2 separate regions of the Zea mays genome follow, and region 2 is linked to region 1. A link is a contact called in public Hi-C data. All regions are on one chromosome and are shown on one strand. Each heading gives the region's core, a stretch centred on a gene start, on an enhancer-like site or on the middle of the called end of the contact. The rest is flanking DNA. Distances are from core to core; before and after follow the strand shown.

Evidence for each region. A called contact is a pair of places that touch in the nucleus more often than the background predicts.
Region 2: a contact with region 1 is called in a Hi-C map of tassel, with 4 times the contacts expected there. The contact joins the promoter of LOC100283777 here to the promoter of LOC100194276 in region 1. A contact is called at or near these places in 10 of 25 Hi-C or Micro-C datasets (bundle sheath, ear, leaf and 3 more).

Annotation. Positions count from the first base shown.
Region 1 is chr9:139,636,881-139,642,300 of Zm-B73-REFERENCE-NAM-5.0, forward strand. LOC100194276 reads left to right here and starts at 2,967. Exons shown (of 9, transcript NM_001139315.2): 1 at 2,967-3,183; 2 at 3,349-3,524; 3 at 3,599-3,706; 4 at 3,802-3,858; 5 at 3,956-4,036; 6 at 4,139-4,173; 7 at 4,280-4,369; 8 at 4,466-4,622; 9 at 4,842-5,262. The coding sequence starts at 3,048. The coding sequence ends at 4,967. LOC109617030 reads left to right here and starts at 593. Exons shown (of 3, transcript NM_001348401.1): 1 at 593-845; 2 at 954-1,058; 3 at 1,348-2,135. The coding sequence starts at 802. The coding sequence ends at 1,834. It overlaps LOC109942219 (a long non-coding RNA gene), which reads right to left. Exons shown (of 2, transcript XR_002264893.1): 2 at 5,059-5,420.
Region 2 is chr9:139,876,594-139,882,013 of Zm-B73-REFERENCE-NAM-5.0, forward strand. LOC100283777 (30S ribosomal protein S1,chloroplastic-like) reads right to left here and starts at 2,209. Exons shown (of 7, transcript NM_001156676.2): 1 at 1,868-2,209; 2 at 1-235. The coding sequence starts at 2,146.

The DNA of each region.
Region 1 (5,420 bases), core at 1,717-4,216:
TTCCTTCCCGCCCCAACTGGTCTTTAAAAAAAAAACCAGGCATGCGATTGCGATAATGCGATCCTCCATCGGGACGCGGGGTAGGTTTCTCTCGATTCGGGGGACTATATTGGACTATATCGGGAGGCGCGCGCGAGCAGCTCCCAGTCGCCCTCCTTCCCAAGCAACGAGGCGATTCCTCCCTCTGGCCTCGCCCGCCCAGGGGAAAGCATCAATCAGGTCAAGCCCAACTGGCAACTGGTACTACTACTTTTCTTTTTCTTTTTTCTTTATTTTCCTTCTTTATTTATTATTATCCTTGCTAGCTCCATTCCGGAAACAAGATTTTTTCAACCGATATGGCCGAAGAAGAGAGATATATGTTTCGATAAATAAATAAACGAAGTACAAGCGACACATGGCTCCGGCTGTGTTGAGCTGAGCTGGGGCCCCAGAAGAAGCCGCACAGAAATTTCTCAGGGGGACCCCCTGGCCTTCCCCCCGGGCCGTCGGTGAGGGGGGTGGCACGTGACAGCGATACGCCCGGAGGCCAAGATAATCTTTGCATCGTACCCCGTCTCGGTTCCGGGCCGGAGGTCTCGATTATTATGGACTTCTCTCCCGTCCCTTCTCTCTCTTCGTGATGTGTTGTTATTTAGTAAGCTGTTAAGCTAAAGCCAGGGCCGCTCCTCTGCTGTTAAGCTAAAGCGCGCTGGCCTGCTCCCACCGCCGCCCACCCCCCCCGTCTTCTTCCTCACCCATCTCCGCCAGTCCCCTTCCTCACTGCATTTCTTGGTTTTCTCCCTCCACCGGAACCAAGCGATGTCTCCGGCGCCGAGTTCGCATCATTCGCAAACCAATTCGAGGTGTGGCTGGGTTCGCCTGTGGTCTTTGCACCTGCGCGGTTCCATTTAATAGAGGGGCGCTGGATGATCTCATTTCTTTTTTGTTGTGGGGACAAAAAAAACTTGCAGGAAGGAGAAGCGGATGCGGAAGGTGGACACCTTCGCGCCGCACAACGATGGCCACCAATGGAGGAAGTACGGCGAGAAGAAGATCAACAACACCAACTTCCCCAGGTCCGGCCGCCGGATTTTCACTTGTTCCGTTTTCTTCCTCAGTTGTTACGTCACCTTGGGGGAGGGCAAAAAAAAAAAGTGATTCTGCGTCTGCGCGCGTGTTTCTGAGAAAAAAAGTGATTCGCCGGCAAAGAACGCGCCTCTATTAGCCAACCTCCCTCCACTTCGCTATGTTTGTTTCTTCCAATTGTCCGCATCCAAACCGGCGGCCAGCAGCTGTTCCTTCCACTCACACACGGCTGCTTCTTGTCCCCCCCCCCCCCCCCCCCCCCCCCCCCCCCCGCCGCAGGTATTACTACAGATGCACGTACAAGGACAACATGAGCTGCCCGGCCACGAAGCAGGTGCAGCAGAAGGACCACAGCGACCCGCCATTGTACGCGGTCACCTACTACAGCGACCACTCGTGCAACAGCGCCTTCCTCCCGCTCTCCCCCTCCGAGTTCCAGCTGCGGACACCGTCCGGGAAGGCCGTCTCCATCTGCTTCGACTCCTCGTCCGGGGCGGCGGCGGCCGTGGCGTCGGTCGCCACCAATGCTAGCGGCGGCTCGCCCTCTTCCAGCGCCGCGGCGGCGCGGCGAGGCACGCCGCCGGATATCAGTTACCCGTCCGACCTGCGGCGGTCTGACACTTACCCGTGGGGCGCCGGCGCCGTGGAGCAGAAGCTGGCGTCCTGCGCCACCGAGTGCCACGACGCCTTCTCGGCCGGCGCCGTGCCGGAGGAGGTGGTAGATGCAGGCAGATTTGGGTCTATCAGGTTCTTCCATTTTTTGTAAATTCATCGGTGGAAGGCAACTGATTTTACTTCGACAAACTAAGGCCCTGTTCCAATCTCGCGAGATAAACTTTAGCAGCTATTTTTTAGCTACTTTTAGCCATTTATAATCTAAACATGAGAGCTAATGGTGATAATTGAAACTAAACTTTAGCACTTCAATTCATATAGCTAAAGTTTAGCAGGAAGCTAAAGTTTAGCTCATGAGATTGAAACGGGGCCTAATATGATACAGATGTTTCTTTTTTACATGCCGAAGCTTACCCGACATTCGCATGCAACTTTTTTTTTCTTGGTTCAAAATCGAAATAGCATTGCTAATGTTAATCCAGCGGTTCATTTCTCCGTGCTGTGCCTGTTAATTAACGTATCAGTTAGTTAACGTATATTCTGATGTTCAGGATAATATTTATATAAATAAAAAATATAGCAAAAATAAAATGATGTTCCTATAAAATAAAATTTCTGGGTTACGTAAGGTTAGGGACGACAGCAGGCCCGGGTTAGGTCTGCTAAATAATAAGACTTCAGCTCGTGCTGATGAGGCAAAGAACATGGTTAACTGAAATGCAGATGAAACACTACATATATAATAAAGCCAGGTCGGTGGCAAAGGATTTTAAACAGCGATATGATATAGATTATAAAAATTACAATGTATTTTTTATTACATTCTAGAGGAGAGGAGGAAGTCTATCTTAGTAACCACCGGAGTATGAGAGCACTTCATAGCCCAATCATGTGCAAGCTGTCAAAGCTGTTTATGGTATGAAGCCATCTCTAAGAGTTTGATATTTTCAATTCAATGATAAATTTCTGTATCAAGATTTTCATGCTTTAAAGACAGATATTTTTCTATTTTTAAACAAGGAAAGTGTCTCCATATTACATGTACGGACTCATATTGTTTAACCGTACAAGATCTTTTCTTAGAAACAGCCGTACAAGATGAATATTCTCCTGGAATTGCGAGTGTGATAAACTCCCTTATCTACTGGGCCAGGTGAGCCAGAAAATAAAAAATAACGTCTGGGATGGGCCAGAAAACAAAACTGGATTGGATCGAGGCCCGGCGGAAGGGAAGAAGATATTTTGCGGTTTTGTGAGTTGTGATGGCTTCAGGCAGTTTGGTAGATTGTGGCGATAGAAGGACGGCCAGTTTAGCCTAGCCACGCTCGCTCTACCTCCTCAATCCTGATTAGCTTCAAACCGCCATGGCCATGGGGCTCCCCGGCCTCCGCTGCCACCGCCTCCTCGCTCGCGGGTCACTCCCTCCACTCGGTCCCGCCCTCTATCGCAGGCCCCTGGAGCGAACCTCGGCTCTCCGCTACTCCTCCCTCCAAGCTCAAGGTATTTTCACCCACCCTTTGCTTTATGATTATCCGTTTTGAATGTGCTGCACTGCTGCTACCTTTCCGTTGCCGGAGTATCGAATGCCGACGCTTAGACGATCAGTAGCGCTTATGTATATTTTTTGGTTGGTATGGTATCGATTATTTAACCTGCTGCTAACAGCTGGGGACAGTATTGGGGAGGAGGCCCTGCGCATGTTCCTTGAGGACAGGCAACTGCACGGCGATTTCGTCACCAAGGTCTCTGACATGGTCTGGAGGAGGAATGGCGCCAATGTTGGTGCGGCTGAGGCGACCACGGGCCAAGGGAGTGCAATAGATGTTGCTCAGCCTGAAGACGTGAGTTCTGCCAATCACCATGCCTGTGTTTTCGACTCTAATAACAGAGATTAACCAATCTAATTGGGATATAGGTGCGGGAAGATGCTGTGGACGAGGGAATGTTGAGACTAGCGGCGATTACTAGTGATTGGGTGTCCGGTGACAGCAGCCCTCCTTTAAGCAAGAGGCTTTCTGCCGAGGTGTGACATCCATGCTGTTCACTGTTTAGGATCGTGAGGATGCTATTGCGATAATAGCTGATGGACAAATGGGAATGATTTTCAAATGCTGACAGGAAAGGCAGAACGAGAGCAACAAAAGGAAGGAGCTGAATCTTTTGAAATATGAAGCAGTATGATTCCTTTCCAGCGTTCTATTTTTCATTTTCTATGCGTTGCTTAAAAGGGTAATTACATGGTCATCTACTAATACCCTTGTTTTTCTTGCAGCTCAAGGATGAATTGCTGCTCTTGACCGCAGGAACTGGAGCAGCATGTAGTTTATATTGTCTCCTGGTTTTCTCTCTGGAGGTACATCCTCATATCCTCGATGTTAATGAACATAAATTAATTTAAGGGTGCCTAAATGTGAGTAACTTATGTGATTAAATCACCAATCTTATTATTTAACAGACTGCTGTCAGTTATGCTTTGGGGGTTGGTTTCAGGTAAGCAAGCTCTCTTCACAGCTTAGGAGATTTTTACTCATGATTTCAGCTGAAGTTTTAACAAGTGCTTTGAGTATTCTGAAACTTGTCGCTCTATATTGAGTAGTTGCTTGTATCTTCAACTTCTGTATCAACATGCTGATAACCTATCAAAGGAAGATATTCCAGAAGTTTTTCTAAAGAAGAAAGTGAAGAAGTAGGTTTCAATATTCCACCTGCAGTCTGTATCCCATTATTTGGTTCCTCACATTTTGATTGTTTAAGTAAATATGACTATTTATGCAAATGCTAGAATTGGCATTACAAGTGAAGATTTGAAGAATACAATAGAGAAGACATTGGGTGGTGCAGGACTAGCTCTTTCATCTCCAAGGCTTATAATTCCTGCCGTGATTTATGGATTGTCAGCTTTATCACATCACTTCCAAAATAGCTTTTTCAGTTTTGAGGTGAGAACACCACTCCGCTACTGCACTGGATCTTATTTAATTGGCAGATTATGCCAGATATATCATCACGTTCTGGTTACAGATTTCAGCACCCGTTTCTTCTATTATAATAAGTACTTTATTATATAATATAGCAAGAGCTGTTATCATGAATACCTTAGTCCTCCAGGATATACTCTTCCACAAACATTTCCTGAATGACTAGCTGTCTCTGTGCAGGTTCTTCCAGGGATGATGGGTTTCCTCGCGTACAAGGCTGCAGCTTTGGTTCAAGTCTACAGAGACAACGAGGACCTCCGCTTGATACTTCCTGATGAAGAGGCCGCTGACAGTGACAGCACTTGATTTATACGAATTAGAGATTATGTTAACCTAGTGGTTGTTGACAAATACAAAACAGATCTGTTCACCACCGAGTCAAGCTTCACTTTTGAACTTTTTTTTGTCTTTAGGAGATCCTGAAATTCGTTTGCTTATCTTCTTGGAAGGGGGGAAACAGGAAGAGTTGAATGAAAAATCATTATATGTTAGAGACAGCTGAAAGCTCAAAGGAACACACATTTTTTTTGTCCTTGGGTAACTATACAAAACTGTTGCAAGTGCAGTTGGAAGCAAGAATGCGCAACAGTACCATTGTAGTACAATGGTTTGCAACAGTAGCCAATCCATTCTACAAGTTGGAGATTTGCATAGAAGAGTCGTTCTTACAAATTACAGGATGCCCAAAACAGTTTACAGTTTCAATGGTCATATTATATACGTACAAGTACACACTAATATATATATGGGACATCGAAG
Region 2 (5,420 bases), core at 959-3,458, 240 kb after region 1:
ACCTTTCCCATGCAAGTTCTTGCTGAATTGCTTGCAAACTTAGAATCAAAGTTTCATCACCTGGGTTCTCATCAATTATCATGAATTCTTCTACTAACCCAGGACGAATGCCAGCCTCTTCAACATTATCGATATCAAGAAGACATGCCTCATCTAAGGGCAAAAAAGCAGTAGACTTGGATTGGATGTCGATATATGCACCATTTGAGGTAGTCATAAATACTGTTCCTTTAATCTGTAGACACCATAGGAATATAAAATATTTTTCGATGATCAGATTATGACAATTCTGAAGCTAAATAAGATCTTATGTTGAAATGTGACCAGAACTAATATCCTGCAATGAATCGAGGTGCAAGAGCAAATAGTAGCAATAATAATACATCGAGAATGGCTGCTGCAGTACCACAGGTCCACAATGCCAGAAGAAAAAATCATGGACTAACACAAAGCCAGCGATACCCAAACTATGATTACCTACGGCATTTGACTTTGTAACATAACAGTACAATGACTCATTTTTAAGATATTGAGTTTATTATCACAAGACAGATATGAATAATTCAGTGATGCATCTATTTGAAATGAAGTTTAGGAAACACCAATAGCAATATCTGTTACAGAATATCTTTTTTTTTCTTAAACACAAAGGAAAGCTGTGTATCATTATGTAAAGAAGAAGAACGGCATAAGAAATCCATGCAACAGCCACACACACACACACACCACATCCCAGGAAAATATATCACTACACTGGCGCTTTAGACTAAGACAAAACAGCCTTGACCTGATACACTACATATCTAGCCTTGGGGCAATCAGGAGAGAGAACCCCTGGTCCCCCACCAAACTGCAAAATTTGAACTCTTGCTGGCCAGAGACAATGCCAACAAGGTTGGGCGTTCCTCCATCAAAGACACAATGAATTCAGTGGTTCCACAGAGATCAAGCCCCTAGAACTAGAATAATAATGGAATTCATACCTTGGAACACCTAGTTACAGAAAATCATCGTTTACTAGGCACACTACACGAGCAGCAGCCCCAAAGTTTCCTCCAGAAGCTGACCAGGATTAAAAGATAATTCTAGGAGACATTATGTTAGTTTGTTTACTTAAGCATTAAGTTGTAGTTAAAATTAATGCTGCTTAGGTCCTACTAGACATTGTGTTTGGAAGTTTGGATCTACCTTATATAAAGATAAATCAGTTTGACAAGGGAATGGAGCAATTAAGAGGCTACTAGTTAGCACTTCACATAATTACATCAGTAAATCTATTCCTCTCTGCTGCCACATCAACTATGATAACTAGACTTGTGAGGTCTGAGCCAGGTCCACCGCTAGCTTCAATGTTCCAAGCTGGCTTAGGGAGTGGAGGCTTGGCAAGTTAATCCGAGTTGTTCTTTAGTTAACTAACTGATTCTACAAGTTCATGTTTGGTCTTGGTATAAGAATAATACTAGACTTTTTTTCTTTAAAAAATTGACCAACAACTGAACTACGGAGTAGTTATTACTGATTAGTGAGCGGTGGTGTGTTATCCCAGTATGCTCCAACCAGGTACACTATTAATGGGTTGAGAGACATACTAACTCACTATAGTGACAAACATAGCATTATTGTCCAAACAAGTTGAAAATTCATCTCCAGAGATCAGCGATATTCTTACATTCCCTGCATTATGTACCACTTCACATTCTGGGAGACCATAAACTAGAATGTATGGCAAAGCGTTATAACTCTATTGACTGACACCATCTAATTTCGAAGGATGAACAGCTTCCTAACCGCACAAATTGCTGCTATGGACTCCGATACATAAAGAACAATTAATGACAATAGAGTAGGGGAGGAATCGAGGGATTACGAGCGAGCCGATCTCCGTGTCTATGTCGGTGGACTCGACGGCGGTGTCGAGGTCGTCGGGGGAGAAGGCGACGCCCTCCATGGGCGCGGTGCGGCAGCGCTCGGAGGCGTCGTCGAACACCTGGCGCATCCGCTCCCGCTCCCGCTCGTCCTTGGTCAGCGCATAGGTACCGCACACAAGCGCCGACGGAGGCCGCCTCTGCGCCGCGGGGCGACGGCGCGACGCGCCGGATAGAGGGGGGCACGGTAGGCCCGCGACGTGCTGCGCCAGGGACGCCATCCTCTCTCGCTCTGTCTCTCTCTTCGGTGTGTGTTCGAGCGAGGAAACGGGAATGGCAGTGCCAGTGTCCTGTTATCCGGTCGGTGGGGTTTAGGATAGGAGGCGGAGATGGTTGGCTGGTTTTGGGCCAGATCAGGCCAGGTAAGAAACGCTTCGCGGGCTTCGGGCCTTCGGCGTGTCAGGCTATTAGTTTCGTCACAGGACTGGTTAATTACACGCTTGCAAAAGGAAGCCACGAACTATTTCATACATTCATTCGGGAAAAAACATGTTCATACAACAATTTGTACCATTTTTAACAAATAGCTAATTCGGTAATTGCATCTCGAAACTTCAGCGCTATACAATTTCGAGGCAATCAACTACAATAACGTAAATTTCTCTTGCTTTTCTGGATGGGAGGGTGTCAGTCCGTTCCGTTAGGCTGGTGGCAGTGCGGGCGGCAGCGCGGGCGAGAAGAGGCCGCTGCCGCCCGCGCGCGGACGAGAGGCCGGCGCCGGGCGATGGCGCTCGCTCCCGGCGAGAGCGGGCGGTATCGCCTCGCGCCCGCCCGAGCGAGAGGCGGGCGAGAGGGAGGCGAGGCACTGGCGGGGCGAGAGCGACGTGGCGCGATCTGATTGGTCCACGTGTGCTAGCCGTTGCAACTAGCCGTTTTTGACCGTTTGGAGTCCAAAAAATTCGAAAAAAATTGCAAAAAATCACAAGTGAAGAGGAGGAAGATGAGGATGAGATCGAGGAGTCCGATTAGAGTTATGTAATTTTATTTTAATTATCATGTCATTTTATTTTAATTATTATGTACTTTGTAATTTTTTAATTCAATAAAAATATTATGTTGTGTTTTTCGGAGCGTTGAAATAAATCCGCGTGAATTACTTAATTCTGAAATAGAAAAGCTGACGTGGCTATAGCCTGAGGCTGTAGCCTGCTGCAGCCTGTGTACTGGAGCAGCAAGGACGAGAGTGGAGGCGAGAGCTGACGTGGCAGGGACGAGAGGGAGGTTGTGCACTGGACTCAGCCTTAGGCAGGCCTCATTACCACGAACACATTGAACAACAAACTGGGCTATCGAGTTCCATTTTCGTATCAAAAGGCCCACTGTATACTGACAAGATAAATGTGCAAAACATAAGTACTCTATCTAAAAGAAAAGTAGAAGATGAAGTACAATTCTATTTATACGAGCTCTTATTGAATTCTTATCTCTTAATAAGACTACATATACATATAAGAAATCTGTGTTATAATTGCTATTATTTAGGAGGTGTTTGGTTTTTTAGGGTCTAATTTTTAGTCTCTACGTTTTATTCCATTTTAGTTGATAAATTGTTAAATACGTAAACTAAAACTCTTTTTTAGTTCCCGTATTTACTAATTTAGGATGAAACAAAATAGAGAGACTAAAATAAGTTCGTAGACACCAAACACCTCAATAAAGAACACATATTTATTTATATATACTGTACTTTTACCTACTATGTTGATTGTGAGAGACGCATAGAAAAAAAATCATAGCCCAGTATTATTAGGATACATTCGTTTTAGTTTCAATCTATATGGATTAAATGGGATTGAGTGAATTAAAATTTATAGCAAGTGAAAATATTTTCTAATTTTTTCCTAATTCCATAGAATACAAGATAAGAATAAGTGAATACAGGGCCTTTAGCGGGCGGGCTCGGGCCTGGGCCGTTTCCGCGCACCTCGGGTTTATGCATCCTGATGGCTGTCCGTAGATGAGCGGGTAACGTCAAAGAACAGTAAAGGACAGTTCATCGTTTGTGGTGGACGAAAAACACCGCAAGCCCGGAGTAAAATAACAAAAGGTCAAAAAATGGTTCGCTGCCGTGCGCGCCAGAGTGCCGCGCGGCACGCAGGTACAAGTCCCCGGTGGCTTACTCTTGACCGTTCCGTTAGCTGCGCTGTCGTGTCCCGACCGACCATGCGTACCACCGGCACGAGTTCAAACCGTCCAGCCAACCACCATAACTGCCCGGAATTCGCCATGGAGAGCGACGCGCGCGAAAAAAAAAAAAACCCACACCGGCCATCGCCATACGACACGGCACATCGCGTTCGCGTTCTCTCCCACGCGACCGACGCGCGACGCCGACCACGGCGAGGTGTCCGCCCCCACGTCCAGCAGCGCACGTCGTATCGGCTCGGCGCCCGGCCCGTCGGCCGCGCGGACGACGCCGCCTGTGTCAATCTCGATTCGTCGTGCGGGTCAGTGGTCACCCACCGCCACCGGCCACCGCCGAGCGGGGTGCACCGGGAAACTGCGAAAGAAAGAGACTGGCGTAATTGCGTTATCCAGATAAGCCGGCGCGGCATGTGCACGGTGCATGCACGCGGCGGCACCGGGCCACGGCCCGGCGTTGAAGTCGGTTACGTACAGCATGCCAGCGACCGAGGTGACTGGCGCTCATTGGCGCCACTGAATTAACATTGCCCTGCCATTATCCGTTCCCAGCTGATGACGACGCCATGGAAAGCTCGCGGAAAACCTGTGCAAGTTCTTGGCTGACCGTTGAACGCCTTGAATTGATGTGCCGGTTAGGAGTAGTTTATATATACAGTACTACAAACCTCATCCATACTTCCCATAGACGATACGATAGGCCCATACCGTACGTGCTTGCACGCGCGCTGACAGCCGATCCAGCATTACCCGAACAATTCAAACTACTATACTATAAACGCGTTGCATGTGTGCACAGTGTAATTTTTAAGTGCAGAGCCAGCGGCTATTCGTAAATAAACTCGGAGCAGCATACGAGTTGCGGAGGTCGTAGGCATGGCCATTGTTTAATGCGAGCATTTATTTAATATATTGATTTTAAACATATTTTTAAAAACTACTAATATATACACATAATAATTATTAGACTAATTAAAACTTATTTTTTTATAATAAACATATTTAGGTATACTTACCGTACTGTTTTTTTATAAATCCAATTAAAGTTGAAATTGATTGATTACTAAAAGGAAAATTTTGTTTTTTTTTAACAGAAGAATAAAGTGATTTGGCAAGGCGTCCAGACTCCACACTCCAGTGTCCACGAGTCCACGGGCCACGGCACCTTTGCCTACGACCAGCTCCGCCACCTCTGCATGCGACATGCTTGGTCATTTCGCCTTAGCCTGACAATGCTGTCTAAGTTTTTATTGTTACTTAAAAAATGATGATCGGTCTCTTTGCTGGTGGCGAAGAGCACGATTACAAAATAGCAGCTGCACAAAAGTGAACCAGAGGGAGATATATGCTGAT